Regions from separate parts of the Triticum aestivum genome. Here region 1 is linked to region 2. The links are chromatin contacts, called in public Hi-C maps. All regions are on one chromosome and are shown on one strand. Each heading gives the region's core, a stretch centred on a gene start, on an enhancer-like site or on the middle of the called end of the contact. The rest is flanking DNA. Distances are from core to core; before and after follow the strand shown.

Evidence for each region. Hi-C and Micro-C count contacts between places; a contact is called where the count stands out from the background.
Region 1: a contact with region 2 is called in a Hi-C map of leaf, with 4 times the contacts expected there. The contact joins the promoter of LOC123122318 here to the promoter of LOC123122316 in region 2. A contact is called at or near these places in 1 of 5 Hi-C or Micro-C datasets (leaf) and 1 of 1 datasets of contacts at active chromatin or transcription factors (leaf).

The regions. Positions count from the first base shown.
Region 1 is chr5D:423,678,911-423,682,533 of IWGSC CS RefSeq v2.1, reverse strand. It overlaps LOC123122318 (probable serine/threonine-protein kinase WNK9), which reads right to left and starts at 1,826. Exons shown (of 7, transcript XM_044542508.1): 1 at 1,553-1,826; 2 at 1,401-1,438; 3 at 743-973; 4 at 279-499; 5 at 1-109. The coding sequence starts at 1,642.
Region 2 is chr5D:423,524,936-423,529,071 of IWGSC CS RefSeq v2.1, reverse strand. It overlaps LOC123122316 (chaperone protein ClpD1, chloroplastic), which reads left to right and starts at 1,746. Exons shown (of 12, transcript XM_044542506.1): 1 at 1,746-2,539; 2 at 2,911-3,086; 3 at 3,224-3,453; 4 at 3,552-3,660; 5 at 3,753-3,880; 6 at 4,134-4,136. The coding sequence starts at 1,956.

The DNA of each region.
Region 1 (3,623 bases), core at 577-3,076, 150 kb before region 2:
GGATATTCACATGTCACCATTTCAAGCATGCACATCCCAAATGAATATATATCCACCAACTCATTGTAATTCCCGGTGAAGAGTTCTGGTGCCATAAACTCTAATGTGCCTGCATTTTGATGACATAAATCTTGTTAGTACAAGCCTTCCTAAAAATGCTATTTCGTAAAACAAAGTATGCTGTGAGTGAGTCGTATCCTTAAGAGTAATCTACAGTAAACAGAATATATGTATATATTTCACATCTGTAGCTGTTAGAAAAACACAATGTCACACACCTTTGATACTTCTGGTTTTCCGTTGATGCAAAAATGTCGCCAGACCAAAGTCACCAATCTTCACTTGTCCATCATGACCGTTTATGAATATATTGTCACACTTTAAATCCCTATGAATAATCGCTGGCTTCTGACTGTGAAGGTATTCCAGCCCTGTCAATATCTGTATTGCCCATCCTCTCATAGCCTTCATACCGACTTTATTGTGCTTCTTACGGAACCTGGTTATCATTCCAAATTTCAATGATCAGAATGTTCTGAATGAAAGGGCGATAAGAGTGAACTCTATGTGTGGTTAAATTTCAAACTTTCTCCAAGCAACAGCAGACTCCAGCATGGTTGGTTAAAATGACACCAATTCAATAAAGTACATCAACTTATAAACGGAAACGGTAATCCATAACAGAATCAGGCAAAGTATTACGGACGAGATGGACTGGTAGAGCTAAAGAAAAGGTACATACTGCCTCAAACTGCCGGATGTGCAGAGCTCTGTGATGATGTTAACTGTCTTCTTGTCCTCATCAATCCATGAGGCAAACAACTTCTGAATGTTCTTGTGCCTCAGCGTCTTCAACAGACGGATCTCCGTATTCAGTTGTGCCATCTTCTCTGAGCAACCCATGACAGAATCATCAATCCGTGTTTGGCACCATGCGACCTCATCGCCCTCCAGCTTATCGAAGGCCTTGTAGCTATTGGCAGGATAACCATTGAGGAACACACGATGAATATCAGTCTTACGCGGACATGGATAAATTCCAGACAGAAAACAGGACCGAAATATGTAAAGTTACAAATAAACAAGAACTTAAGTTGCTTAGGCTATATATAGGTTGGCATTTGGTGTAGGGTAGACACACTAGTAAATAGTAATGCAGCAATGTGAACAGATTGGCGAGATTAGAGCGTACTACTATGTTTGCCATGGATTTGCCGAGGTTTAACCGAAATAAAAGCAGGAATTTGGTCAGTTTATATCACGGTGATGAAACATTGTTAAATATCGCACTTCATACATGATCTTATCTAACCACCAGAATCGAACGCGAAATCAAGATCTAGACGAGCAAAAAAAAAAAAAAAAACAGCAGATGAGACGAGCGATCGAAGGATGCATACACTGTTTTGACGGCACCCGATCCCAAGATCTCATCGTACTGCACGCGCAGCAATCGACCAAACAAGAAACAAAACAAGAATTAGACATCCAAGGAACAGAGTTACCAAGCAAGTAAAAACGGCAGCACTCGACGAGGACAAGGGGTACGTACCCGGATGAAGCGGCCGGTGGGATCGGCCTCGGCGTAGGCCTCGTCGTCCGGCGGCTCCGTCTGCTGCTCCTCCGCCTCCACGGGATCCATCCCCTCCTATCTGCCGAGCCGAATCGCTGGAGTTTCGAGCCTCAACAACTGCTTCCCAGCTTTGGCCTGCCTCCGGGCGGCGGAATTTATGGGAGGGGTTCGCTGCGGAAGCCAGGGCTCCCTGGCCGTCGGATCTGGGCTTGGACGGGGATCGAGGGGGGTGCGGCGGGTTCCGGACGGATCGAGGGGCGTGGAGGTCGTTGGGGGAAACTCGTTGAATCAGGATCTGAAACGGCCGGGAGCTCGGGATTCTAGGGCTAATGTTTCTGATCGGCAGGCCGATCTCACGCGTGATCGGTCCATCTGCGCGCGCGCCGCGTGTGCCTCGCGGGCCCACCCAACCGATTCTTTCCTTCCTTATCCGGAGGGACAGAACCTTGACTACTAGGGGGCCCGCCGGCTTTGCTGCGAGGGGTGCTCGCGCTGCCCGTGCTCCGGCCATGGCCACTGTGCTGCGGCCGTCATGCTACAACGACGGCAACGAGGAGGCAAGGAGGGGTATCGCACGCTGCGACCCCGTGCTGGAACCGACGTCGGGAATGTTGCGACCGCAGTATGTGCATGCTGGAAACTGGCACCGCGAATGCTGCGATCGTCGTTGGTGGAGCTGCAACCGATGGCGCAAGCTGGAACCGGCGACGGCCCGTGCTATGAACATTGTGTACGATCGCCGTTAGGGTAGCTGCAACCGGCGGCGACCCCTGCTACAACCATCGTTTTGGCGGAGCTGCAACCAGCGGGGATCCATGCTACAACTGTCGTCATTAGGGGAGCTGCAACTAGCGACGACCCATGCTACAACCATCGTTTTGGCGGAGCTGCAACCAGCGGCGATCTATGCTACAACCGTTGTCATTAGGGGAGCTGCAACCAGCGCGACCCGTGCTACGAACCGTCGTGTTGACAGAGCTGCAACAGGCTGCAACGCGTGCTACGGCTGTTGTTCGGCGGAGCTGCAACCAACGGGCGGCAGAGCTGCTTGATACTCTTTTTGATGTTGATACATCTTCCGTTGTGCTACAACCGTCATTCGCGCGGAAGCCAGCCCGCCCGGCGATGTAGAGGACAGCACGGAGGCTAGCACGCCCGACGACCAAACATCATGTGGCCCGGAGGCTAGCCCACCCGGCGGCCAACCATCCCGGCTGCATGGCAGCCAGCCCGCCCGACAGCGACCAGAGTGAGGATCCAGCTTGCTTCGGCGGCCATCCAGGCCAACGCGTCGCCAGCCCGGCCAGCGTGGACCAACAGTACGGGGATCGACCGGAGGGCTCGATCTCGATCCAAACTTCAATTTTGGGGGAAGTTAGATTTGTTTGATTGACATGTGGGTCTCACATGTCATAACTGTCAACATAACAAGTTGCCACGTTGATGTCTAATACGCAACCTTCTTCTTGTAGACTCGTGTTGGGCCTTCAAGCGTAGAGTTTTGTAGGACAGTAGCAAATTTCCCTCAAGTGGATGACCTAAGGTTTATCAATCCGCGGGAGGCATAGGATGAAGATGGTCTCTCTCAAACAACCCTGCAACCAAATAACAAAGAGTCTCTTGTGTCCCCAACACATCAAATACAACGGTAAACTGTATAGGTGCACTAGTTCGGTGAAGAGATGGTGATACAAGTGCAATATCGATAGTAGATATAGGTTTTTGTAATATGAAAATATAAAAACAGCAAGGTAACTAGTAGTAAAAGTGAGCGAAAACGGTATTGCAATGCTTGGAAACAAGGCCTAGGGTTCATACTTTCATTAGTGCAAGTTCTCTCAACAATGATAACATAATTAGATCATATGACAATCCCTCAACGTGCGACAAAAGTCACTTTAAAGTTCCTATCGCGGAGAACATAAGATGAAGTTGCTTGTAGGGAACAAAACCACCTCAAAGTTATTCTTTTCGATCAATCCATTGAGCTATTCCTATAGGTGTCACAAACAACCCTAGAGTTTGTAGTAAAATAACACCATGTGACACT
Region 2 (4,136 bases), core at 497-2,996:
CGCTTAGCGATCTACAAGGGTATGTAGATGCTCTCCCCCTCTCGTAGCTATGCATCTCCATGGATAGATCTTGCGTGTGCCTAGAATTTTTTTGTTTTCCATGCAACGTTCCCCAACAGCGTGTGCATGTGATATTCAAGGGGGTAGCTTTATATGAGACGACGGTTGATATAGTAAACCGAACCGTTTTTCACTTCTAGGTGACATTTGGTGTAATATTGCAACTTTGAGCGCAATTTTGATGATGTACCGCTAGAAGCAATAGCTCTTTTATTATTAGATAGAGATTTGTGCTATATGTCGGGCAACACGATGTTGCATGAGGATATGTGCAAACTTTTCATGGATGTGCAGAGGATGGAGTTCGACCGGGAGAGATGAAAAATAAGTTGAACATTGAGAGAGAGAGACTCTTGAAGCAAGGGAAATGTGCAAAATTGTAGCTTAAAAAGGAGGCGACAATGCAAGGAATTGTGCTTGAGAGAGAGAGGGAGAAATTGAGGCTTTGAGAGAAACAGAGGAGTCGAGGATTATGTTGCAGGACACTAGCCTCTTGGATGACAAAAGCAAGAAGTGGTTGATGAACATGAAGAAGATGATCAACGAACGAAATAATAGAAGCATCTGATTCGCTTGTGTATCAACTACTCCTTTTGTCTCATAATATAAGAACGTTTTGCAGACTATGTTAGTTCAAAAAATGTTCTTATATTATGGGACGGAGGAAATATTTATGTATGAATTGTTGAATTTTATTTTGGCATGTGTTGAATTATGGTTCATTTTGTTTTGTTGAATTGTTGATTTAATGATGGATTTTGTGCTATATGATGGAGGTGCATATATTTGCATGAATACTATGGTTTGCATATGGGATGAGGTTGTGTCCCGAGAATAAATAAGTGTTCGGTCGGCATTGTCTGCGGGCGAGCACGGGCGGACGTTTACTGTTTGCTGCTTGGCGTCATGGCGTGCATCGGCCGTCCTGACGTCGTGAGCAAGAGAGCAGGGGCGGCAGGAGAGCCACCGGAAGCATGTCTCGGCCACGTCCGCCTAGCGACGACAGAGGTCGGTGGCAGGAAGCCCGAACCGGAACCTCCCGCGGATCTGGATCTCCCCCGGAAGTCGGAACCCACCCCAGTCGTCGACGTTGATGGCCGGTGTGTTGAAGAGGAAGAAGAAAGGCGGCAAGGCAGGCAGAAGACAAGAGGACGAGCGTCACGCACGCGTTGCCTCGCACGAGCCCGCCGGCCGGCGTCGGCGTCCCGCCCCAACACGCAGCATACGTGCCCAAGCGTGCAAGGAAACGAAGCGACGATCCCCTTTCCGTCCACGTGAGCTGAAGGCCTGGAGCCGCATGCGTGCGGCCTCGCACGGCACGGCACGCCTCGCCGGCCCGGAAACGGCCGAAACAGCGGCCAAACCATCCCATCCCATCCGCCCGCGCGGCACCCGGCGATCCACACGACACGACACCCACCAGCCGCGGCGGCCGTTTTGACCGCGCTGGGTCCTCCACGGCGGGCGGTTGCGTGCGGTACAACCGAACTGGAGGGCTCGCCTCGAGTCCTCCACGCAACGCGCAGGTGAAACCAAAACCGCCGTCCCTTTCCTCGCCCCGGCGGGCACACGACGCACAGTTCCTGATCGTTCTTCTCACCTCCACCGAGGCGAGGCCTCGTTTCCTTGCGTGCTTCCTTCGTCTTCCCAGCGGTACTTTTATACGCCATCTTCCCGCAGCTGCAGCAGCACCCATTCATTCGTTCGCTCACCCAGCAAAAGCTCTCGCCCAGTAGATACACACACGTAGATACTACTACTACTGATACAGTTGCGTACACGCGAGAGTGGTTCGATTACGTTAGCATAACACTAGCCATTATTTTTTCATTTCATCTCATCCGGGGTCTGTCAGTTATACCACGGTGCTAGTAGTTGCTGCGGTGATTCCCACCATGGAGGTGTGCTGCTGCTCCACCTCGTCCTCCCTCCTCGCCGGGGGCCGCTTCGCCGCGCCGGCGCCGGCGGCCGCGTACGCGCGGCACCGGGGCGCGGCGGCGGGAGGAGGGATCCGCAGGGCGGCCGTGCTGGCGCTGGCGCGCCCGCCGCGCCCGGCCACGGCCTCGCGGCCCGCGCGCCGCGGGGTGACCCGGGCCGTCTTCGAGCGCTTCACGGAGCGGGCCGTCAAGGCGGTGGTGCACTCCCAGAAGGAGGCCCGGGGGCTCGGGGAGGGCGCCGTGGCGCCGCGCCACCTGCTGCTCGGCCTCGTCGCCGAGGACCGCTCCGCCGGGGGCTTCCTCTCCTCCGGGATCACCGTCGAGCGCGCGCGCGAGGAGTGCCGGGGCCTCATCGGCGCCGCCGCCGCCCAGAAGGCGGGCGGGCTCGACACCGACGTGCCCTTCGACGGGGGCTGCAGGCGCGTCTTCGAGGTCGCCGTCGAGCTGTCCAGGAACATGGGCTGCAGCTTCATCTCCCCCGAGCACCTCGCCATCGCGCTCTTCACGCTCGACGATCCCACCACCAACAATCTCCTCAGAAGGTAGGTACTCCAGTTATGTTCAGTATCCAGGAATTCCCCTTTCGTTATTTATTTATTTATATTTCACCACCAATTATTCATTCATTGTGCTGCCATCCACCAGTACTGATCAAATAATCATGTTTATAGCCAATCGATTTATCATATACTGAGTTCATCTTCCCTTGTGAGCTGAGCACGAGATACTACTTCAAATTATGACCCATAATAACTGTACAAATAGTAATACTAGACACATAAGTTAACATAAAACCAAAACGTGGTCCGCGGGAAGTAAGCGATTATACTCATTCGTAAGATCACGTAGGGATTATTTTTTCGCCATCATCGATCAGACTTGTGGAAAAAAAATTAACACTTAACTGTTGTAGCTTGGGAGCGGATCCGAGTCAGCTAGCGTCAGTTGCAGTCACCCGACTCCATGAAGAGCTTGCAAAAGATGGCAGAGATCTCGCAGGAGCATCTTCTCTCAAAGTGCCCGAGAAAGCACCCGCTGGAGCTGGAGCTGGAAGATCTGCCTTCAGCAAATCCTTGAGTAAAAAGAAAGGTCAGTAGTCAACTATTCGAGTGTTAAACAAAAAACAAGTCACCTATTTGCATGTATTGAAGCCTATTATTATTATTATTATTATTATTATTATTATTATTATTATTCTAATACAAGCCATGGGATCTCTGTTTCAGATAAAGGTGCGTTGGATCAGTTTTGTCTAGATTTGACCACACAAGCCAGTGGAGGGTTTATTGACCCTATTATTGGCCGTGAGGAGGAGATTGAAAGGGTGGTTCAGATAATATGCCGGCGAACAAAGAACAATCCCATCCTTTTGGGTGAGGCTGGTGTTGGTAAAACCGCGATCGCCGAAGGTTTGGCTCTTCGGATTGCAAATGGAGATGTCCCCATTTTCCTCGTGGTAAGCTTGAATTGCGAGTGATGGATACAGACAGGTTTCTGCATTTATGAAATTCTCTTGCAAGAACATCAATAGTATTCCCAACTTAAATCATGCAGGCAAAGCGTATAATGTCACTAGACATTGGCCTGCTTATTGCTGGCGCAAAAGAGAGGGGCGAACTGGAGTCCAGGATCACTAGTTTAATTCGTGAAGTCCGTGAAGCAGGTCAGTTCGATCGTAATGCAATCTAAAATGTTATCATATTTTAATATTCTGCACTTGGTCATAAATACTAATGATTGTTTGTTTCGCTGCAGGTGATGTTATTCTTTTCATCGATGAGGTTCACAATCTTGTTGGATCTGGAACTGCTGGAAAGGGTAAGGGTGCTGGCCTTGATATTAGCAATCTACTGAAGCCCCCGCTTGCCAGAGGTGAACTGCAGGTAAAAGTTCATCCTGCTTCTTAGTGGTACACTCCCTGGTTTCAAAATACAAGGTGTATTAATTTTTTCATAAGTCAAACTTTTCTATATTTGACCACGTTTATAAAAAAATAGGATGTAGATGTTTCTTTCTTATAAACTTGGTCAAATATATAAATGTTACTTTTGAAAAAAATACTCCACCTTAAATGTTAAACAGAAGGAGTATATATTAGTCATATATCGTTATCTTATGGGCAATATTTATTTCCAGTGC